Linked DNA regions of Mus musculus: region 2 is linked to region 1. A link is a contact called in public HiChIP or PLAC-seq data. All regions are on one chromosome and are shown on one strand. The core of a region is the stretch at or near the end of the contact, and the rest is flanking DNA. Distances in the headings are between cores, read along the strand shown.

Region 1 (4,114 bases), core at 651-3,150:
GACAGTCAGGACTACAGCATGGGTGGGGCTGGAAGTGAAGACAGCATTCTGATGACTTGCAGGCAGGAAAGTGGAGAGGCCAGAATTCCAATGCTTGGTTATTCCCTTAACAGTTCAACCAGCCTCAATCCAGGGGCCTACTGCTAGGAAAGCTGTCCTGCGGCCAAGCCAGTAAAGAAACGAGGATGCTAGGAAGCACATCAGCCTGAGTGAGCGAGCTGTTCAGGGGCATAGCCGAGCAAAATATGGGACAGAGAAGAGGGGAATGATCCCAGATGACAAGAGACACACAACTCAGTTCCAGACCATCTCTTCTGCAAAGTCTACAGAAAGAAAGACATGCTCTATAAACAGGAGCTTCAGAGTTAAACACTTTATTCAAATGATAGCTAGGTTTATGAAACCACACAACCAGGCTACGCATCTCGCCATAAAATTTTACTTCATTTTGTTTTAAGGCTTTAGGGACTGTTGGTGTTTGGGTTAGAAATGTTTCCCCCAAAACTCTCGTATCTGATCGCTAATCCCCAGCTGGTGTGGCACTTGTTGACTGGGGAGGTTGAACAATCTGAAGGAAGAGGAGGAGGCTAAATAGTGGCGGTGGACTGCTAGGGAAGGGCCTTAGCCATTTACAGCCCCAGCTACCTGTTTCCACTTCCCAATTCAACAAAGCCACTGCCTCCTACTCCTGCGGACTCAGGCTGAGGGGCTCCCTCCACCACACCTTCTCCACCATGACAGACTGAAATTCTCTTACATCATGAGCCACAGCAAACTGCTCCTGCTAAGTATTTTCGAAACAATGACGATTAAAGCAAATATATGGACCGCACTTTCTATTTTAATGTGGCGATATCAACAGAGAGTGCTTATCAGTAAAATCAGATTAGGATGTATCCATCTTCAGAAGAAAACTGAAAAGTGAATATGGGTTCCATTTATTTCCTGCCAACAAATACAGAAAGACCTAAGAAAGCCCAGAACAGCCTCTCAAGTAGCTTCGGGAAACTGTTCCCAAAAGCAAGGCAGTAATATACATATCCTTCTCTTAGTAGACAGAGCCATGCTGATTCCGTTCCTAGCAAAGGATGGACTTACTTTTAGATCACCTGAGAAAACTAGAATTTTACTAAAGTGAACCATTTCATGCCCCACAATCCAAAAACATTACAATGAAGTCATCCCAGACCCCCATATGCCCAAAGCCCAGGTGCATCTATCAGTAAACATTCATTAATACCAAAACCCAAGGGAGAGTCCCCCAAACTCATTCTTAGCCCTGAAGGGTGGAGCTGGGACTTCCCACTAAGGGTAGGTGGTCTCTGGGATTCATCTGTCCCACTTAAGAAGTCTGTATCAGAATAGCTCGACGCTTACTCAAGATCACTCAGTCTTCCACTGATTGCTTCCCACCTTTAATAAATTATGAGTTTCCTATAAAAGTTAAACAGGATAAGGCTGAGAGCTGCAAATGTAGAGTAAAAAAAGAGATTTCTAACACTGAATCCTCACATCAGAAGATGCTAAAATATGCACATGTGAATTATACACTACATATTTGCTATTTTCACAGAGAACTCCAGAAACAGCTCAACAAACTCACCCTTCCATGATAAATTCCTGGGCATATTCATAACAAAAGTCAGACAGATTTTGTTTTCAGTCACGTAGTTCTATAAAAATAAACTGTCATCACAACATCCTTGCAGGAGTAAAAGGCCATATTTGCCCGCAGTTAAATCCAACAGCAGCTGTTCTATGGAAAAAGAGGGCCCAATAATTGGCTTCTTTCACCTCTGTTAATCACGAACAAAAGTGTCATTCAGTTTCAAAATGGACAAAATGGTCCAATGGATGGTCAGCTAGCTGAGCCAATGGGTGGAATAACAATAACCCTGTAGCATTTCCCTTTGCCTTTTGTTTGGTCTTTCAAAGCCCTTAATTAAGACCTGCACAAAGCACTCCTCCGGGCTTTTCTCAATGAGGCATTACATGCCTGTTTTCTTGTATTTAAAGAAAAAAAATGGCAGGGATTTTCTGAAACACATTAAACAGAATACACAATTTCCATTTATTTGCAACTGAAATACTGTTAAAATTTTAGAGCTTAAATATTATCATAAGTAACAAAGCAAGTTCTTTCCATTCCAGGCTTGGGGAGTGGGGGTTGAAAGAAGGGTTGGTTCGAAGGGAATGGGAAAGCAGGGTCAGGGGCTAGGGAGGGGAGTGCCAACCCCAAAGTATTGTTCAGCCATTTCTCCAGAAATAAAACTGTGAGCAGCCATAATTTAGGAAGATCTAGAGCTGTGTCTTCCATCTTTCAATAATGTAACACACATAAATGGAAAGAAACCGCAAAATCTATGAGATGGTCTTACAGCGAGCGAGTAGAGGGCCAAACAGGGAGGTAGACGCTAGAATCAAATGTACTTCTTAGAAACTAATTTCAAAAAAATACCCCCAAGAAACATGAAGTATTTTTAGAATTGAATACTCTATGTAAGAATATTGTGTGATTCTATAATTGATTTTTTTTTTCTATCCCAGCCTCAACAAAGATTCATCTAATTATGGTGGATAAGCATCAGAATCTCTAAGCTTTAAAAAGATCCATGGCCTAATTAACTTTTCATTATCCAATTTTCTTTTTGCACAGATTAAAAAGGACTGTTGTGTTCGTTTTTAAATGCTCTGAAATATAATCTTTCCGGGTTGTAGGCTGTTCTGAAAATACCTACTCCTGCCCATAATTTGTGCCCCCCCCCCAATATCCTGAATGACAGCTTAATGTGACAGCTTCCTTGCCACAATTCACCAAAGGGGAGTGGCAGGTAGAGTTCTCAGAGAACAAACACCTAACAAAGCCATCATTGGGGGAGTTACTTTCAATCTGTCAATCTAATCCATCAAGTTGAATGTGCTCCACTATTCTCTTGTAAATGTGCTGATTTCAAACAAGGCAGAACCTGGCAGCTGCCCTGCAGAAGACTAAATGACCCAGCTCAAATGTCACCTCAGCTGGGAAGGCTTCCCACTCCCTAAGCAAAGCGAGCTTCTCGGCCTCCTCTTGTTCCCACAGACCTCAGTCCTGCGCTTCGGTATGGCACTCACTCTCACATCGATTCTTCTTGGACTTTTTTTTTCTTCTCCAACAAACCACATCATCTGTGGACACTTGTGAGCCATAGGGAAAAGGGCACATGGCCCAGAGTCAGAGAGCAGGAGTCCAACCCCTGGTTAGAAACTATAAACCATGACCTTGGATGTACATTACCAACATGTTAAGCAAATTAAATGTTTTACATCAGTGCCACAGTTTAACAGGGAATAAAGACCTCTCCAATGGATTAGTGACAATAAGGTGAACTGACAAATACAAAACGGAGTATAATCCTGGTGCCTATGAAGGCTCTGGAACACATTACTCAGGAAGCCCTGTCCTAACTTCCCCGATTCTACCCTTGAATACAACAATACACCTGGAAGTACAATAAGCGCATACTTTGCTGATGGCATAAACTTTTGCTAAGCAGGTTAATGTATAAAAACTCACAAGTAAAGGACAACTTCCAATGTAATATTTCCATGGCCTTCAGTTTCTTCAACATAGTTGAGTGTGTGTGTGTGTGTGTGTGTATATATATATATATATATATATATATATATATATATATATATATATATTACATGCAAGAGAGAAAAAACAGCCAGAGAGAGAGGAGCTAAAGTCAGGAAGGAAATAAGAGCTGGAGTCTCCACGTAAGGCCTGATTCTAACCCTCCAAATGCTCACTAAGAAAGGACTTAGCCAAATGTTTACTGTATATTTGACTTGTGCATTTCCTCAATGCTGTATTAAATCTTCGTGAAATTAAAAAAAAAAAAAAAAAAGATAACCAAGGCTCCTCCTTTCTGTAAAGAAGAGAAGCTTTATTTTATTGTATTTATTTATTGCTTGCTTGCAATGTTGGGGCTCTAACCTAAGGCTTCATACAAGGTAAAGAGGTGCTTTCCAAATGGACCATCTAGACTGCCATATCCAGGGATCCACCCCATAATCAGCTTCCAAACGCTGACACCATTGCATACACTAGCAAGATTTTGCTGAAAGGACC
Region 2 (4,114 bases), core at 1,164-3,663, 250 kb before region 1:
TTTAGTGTGATAGAATGTATTATGATTAAGTAAGAAAACTCACAGAAAATTCACTTGGGTGACATAAATCATAGAGTGTCTAGCACAGGATTAAATACATAGTAGGCAAAAAGCTAGATGATGGATGGATGGATGGATAGATAGATATGGAAATAGATTAGATAGATAGATAGATAGATAGATAGATAGATAGATAGATAGATAGATAGATAGATAGGTAGGTAGGTAGGTAGGTAGGTAGGTAGGTAGGTAGATGAAGGGGTCTGATTTGAGTATAAAAGAAAGTGTGGAAAACATGTGGGAATTAGTGGTTACTTCCAGCTGAGAATTCATCAGATGCTTCACTGACAGTAAGACATTTCTACAGACTTGACAAGTGCGTTTAACAGAGTAGCAATAATAATGGGAAGCCTGAGAAAGACCATTTGGAACCATTTACTGAAGTCATTTAGCACAAAGTTGGCATTAAGTTTCAGGGAAGAGCCAGGGCTTCTCATAGCATGCAGTGTTCTACCTACCACCTTGCTGACCCTGCTACACTTCCCTTCCTACATTCTATTCCTACATCTTTACTAGTTAGGTCTTCTCTAACTCTGTAAAAATATAAGAGCGCCTGGGAACCTAAAGACTATCTCCTGTGCTAGCTGACAACACTGCCCCACATTTTTTTCTCTGGATCAATCTTCAGATAATTTAGGAAACAGATGGTCAGATAATTCCCTAACCAGGTACTAGCCAGGTATATACACACATGACTGGGAAGAAGACTCTATCCATATAATGTATTTCTCTTCTAAGCAGAAGGACCTGAATTCTATCCCCAGATCCAAGGTTAAAAGTAAAGTGACAGGTGTAGGGCATGTTATTCTAATCCCAGCACTGGAGAGGCGGTGTCACAGGTGATTGGGGTTCCCTGGTAAGCCAGAGTAGTCCAATCACTAAGCTTTGGGTTCAGTCAGAGTCCCTGACTCAGGAAAGCTAAACGTCTCCCAAGATAAGGCCAAATACACACATCTTCATGTAACCCCTCAACAACACAGAATTCACACATGCTCTAAACATTTATGTTTAACATAGTTATACTTTGATTTTAAGAGACAGAGAAATTATACTTTCTAATGTCTAATTGCAGCATGTGAATAATATTAACATCTATCATACTTTAGGCATGGAAGTTTAGCAGTAATGCATAGTTAGTGATATGTGCTGAACATCTTTCAATCTTATGTATGCATTTTAGATACCAAAACTTTAATTTTGAAAGTCAGTGATCTCTGTGGTGGCCAAGGATGCTTTAACTCTATTAAATATAACTGCCACTGGTCAGCAACTCACTACATAGAAACATTCTGCAATCCACATACTGACAAGTTGATAGGTTAGTGAAGCATAATTGTCTATATTCACAAAAAGGCAAATAAATGATGGAATTGGCTTCTCCTAACTAAGGTGATAGGCAGTGAGGTGCCAACCTCTAATTGCCCAAAGAGGGAAGATATTTGTCTAGAGTTTACCAAGGTCTTCAGAGAACAACTTTTTAACTAGCCTCCTTTGAGAAGAGATGTCTAGGAGGTTGCCATCTGCTTCAAACAAACTCTCCACTAAACCCTTTGCTTTCAATATCATCTCTTGCAGAGAGACAGAGACAAAGATACAGAGACAGAGAGACATAGACAGAGAGAGAGTGTGACAGGGACAGGGAGGGAGGAAAACCTTAAGATCTATCCTGCTTCATGTGACTACAAGGCATTGTGCAGTTTCAGATCCAACAAATGCCAGCACCTAAACCAGGTGCACATTCAAGAGTCTGTGTGCCACAAGCTGCCTTTGCCTCTGCTGCCATCTAGCCAGAACAGGATCCTAAGGGTGGAATGACCCTGTTCCCATGGTCAACTGCAAGCCACATAAGACCTAGCACCTGGCCAAATGGTGACAAATGTTTCCTGCGTCCAGTCTAGTAAACTCTCATTTGTGATTTAAAAAAAAAAAAAAAAAAAAAAAGGCATGGTCTAGTGAGCAGCTAGAGAGAGGACCAGGTGTCACTGGAGAAAGGTTTCTTGCTTGAAAGAATATGTGGGTCCTGGCAAGGACACAGCCCTCCTTGGCCTTGAGAGGATCACAGCAAACAGGCTTAACCAAGAGCCCTCCTCCAGACCCTTGCAGCTGGCTGGAAAATGAGCGTGACAGTAAACATGTGTTGCTTCTCTTGGGACCTGACTAATCAGATTACCTGCCTCAGATACATACCAGGGAATTTATGGTGAGGCCGTTTGGAAATTAAGCTCTCTGAAAGGAGGAATGGTTTATCACCATTGTTTGTTAGGGTCTAAAATTACTCTGCATACCTCACCGTCATACAGAGCAGAACATCTCTCACTCTATTGTCCCCTGCTGCAGAGGAGCTAACTGCCAGCCTCGGCTCTTGTCAAGGAGCCCAAACATTATCATTCAAAGGCTGTATTTACAAATGGAGCAGGACGGCAGTAAAACCGATGACCTTGCTGCTTCTGGAATCTCATAAAAAGTTTCCAAGCTGCTCCTCCCCAGAGCAAATAAGGGTGTTGCAGTTGCTAGTCCTCTGGCGGCGCTCCAGCTGGGGCTATTACATTCCTCCCTCATAAACTTTCCTCTGAGCTCTGAATACAGACTTGCCTGCTTGTCTGGGTGCTTAACTCTGGAAGTGCTGCTGTGTTTAGAGCATTTAAAGCGAGATGTAGGAGCAAAGTAGAAGAAAAACAGGGAGAGCGAGAAAAGAGGTGACTGGACACTCCGCTGTGGGCCAGGCACCGCACGGTTTTCTCATTCAAGCTTTGTAACCTATTCACATTGCATTCACCCATGTTCCCATGCCTGGAAGGCTTGAAGGACTGAGACTGGCATGTTTTGTTTCGATACAATGGGCATTGGTGCATGCATGCGTGTGTGTGTGTGTGTGTGTGTGTGTGTGTGTGTGTCCCTTTGACCGACACAATCTAGATTGCCTGCTGATATGGGCAAGGTGGAGGAAAGTCAATGAGAGCGATGAGTCAGAGCAGGGCTTCTGAGAACCTATTGTTTTACTGATGAAGAGAATCTGTCTTAGCTGACAGGTGTCTTTTGCCCTTTCCCCTTCTTACCTCTTTGAACAAGGATGTAGGGATTAGAGGAGCAGCCTTCACTTCATGATCAAAGTGGGGAGGTCCCAAGCAGAAAGACAGCAGAGACAACGCATGGATAGTCTTTGAGAGATTCTCAACTCCAAATCACGAATGCTCAAGTTTACTAGTAACACACACACACACACACACACACACACACACACACACACACACACACACACACACACGGGAGGAGAGATTCTTTATAGTGGTAGAAAGACTAAAAGGAATACTTAACTCTACAGTCTTTGCCTACTGGTATCCTAGTGATCCTGGATGTGCACTCAACTTCCCTTGCGCAGGGAGAGACATTTTTCAAACAATAGGAATGGCAAAGGGTGACAGAATTCCTGAGCTGCAACCATGTGTGTTCTGTAAGACTTATTTAATAGCAGATACAGTCTAGAGAGCTTTCTGGCTAATGAGAGAGCAAGCAGCCCACGAACCACATAACTCTTCCTTATGAGAGAAGCTGATGTGACAAGGAACTGTGGGAAGCATCAAGGAGTGAAGGTCAGCTGGCCCCAGACAGGCGGAAGCTGCTCTCAATCCCTTCTCTGAGGATTCTTCACTAAAGAGGCCTCCAAATGAAAGTGCAGCCCAACCGATACCTCCAGTGCAGCTTTGTGAGAGCCTGAATGAAGGACTCAGTGCAGACACCCAGACTCCAAACCCACAGAAACTTAATCAGTAACTGCTGTTTAAAGTCACTCAGTTGATGGTAGTTCATTATGCAGCAATATGACATTGAACACACTCCTTGATTCTACTATAGCGATCTTATATGCAGAAAAATGAAATATGTTTGGTGGATACACAAAAGATCAATATTAGAGGTCTCCACAAAGTGCTGAGGGCTGCAAGTTGATGCTAAGAGAAGGTAGGGATTGAGGACTGTTATGGGTTAAAAAGAAAACCAGATTTTTAATTTTTAATTCTTTGAATGAACACTCTCATTCAAAAGGCTTTTAGAAGGT

The links. HiChIP or PLAC-seq counts read pairs in DNA pulled down with a chosen protein or histone mark.
Region 2: an H3K4me3 HiChIP or PLAC-seq map of embryonic basal ganglia shows a contact between it and region 1, with 2.8 times the contacts expected there. The contact joins two enhancer-like sites. A contact is called at or near these places in 7 of 39 promoter capture datasets (the C10 cell line, the HPC-7 cell line, cranial neural crest and 4 more), 2 of 15 datasets of contacts at CTCF or cohesin (the NIH/3T3 cell line and pro-B cells) and 8 of 115 datasets of contacts at active chromatin or transcription factors (cardiomyocytes, embryonic basal ganglia, embryonic limb bud and 4 more).

What each region holds. Positions count from the first base shown.
Region 1 is chr2:109,941,102-109,945,215 of GRCm38.p6, reverse strand. All of the region lies in intron 1 of Lgr4 (leucine-rich repeat-containing G protein-coupled receptor 4), which reads right to left. Among named protein-coding and RNA genes, the nearest start is that of Lgr4, 26 kb to the right of the region's middle. Within about 2 kb of position 1,900, at least 50 of the 459 cell types and tissues checked have an H3K27ac peak or open chromatin away from gene starts, as enhancers often do. A contact at or near this core is called in embryonic basal ganglia, where this site is marked.
Region 2 is chr2:110,190,915-110,195,028 of GRCm38.p6, reverse strand. No RefSeq gene overlaps it. Among named protein-coding and RNA genes, the nearest start is that of Gm22997, 25 kb to the left of the region's middle. Within about 2 kb of position 2,413, at least 142 of the 459 cell types and tissues checked have an H3K27ac peak or open chromatin away from gene starts, as enhancers often do. A contact at or near this core is called in embryonic basal ganglia, where this site is marked.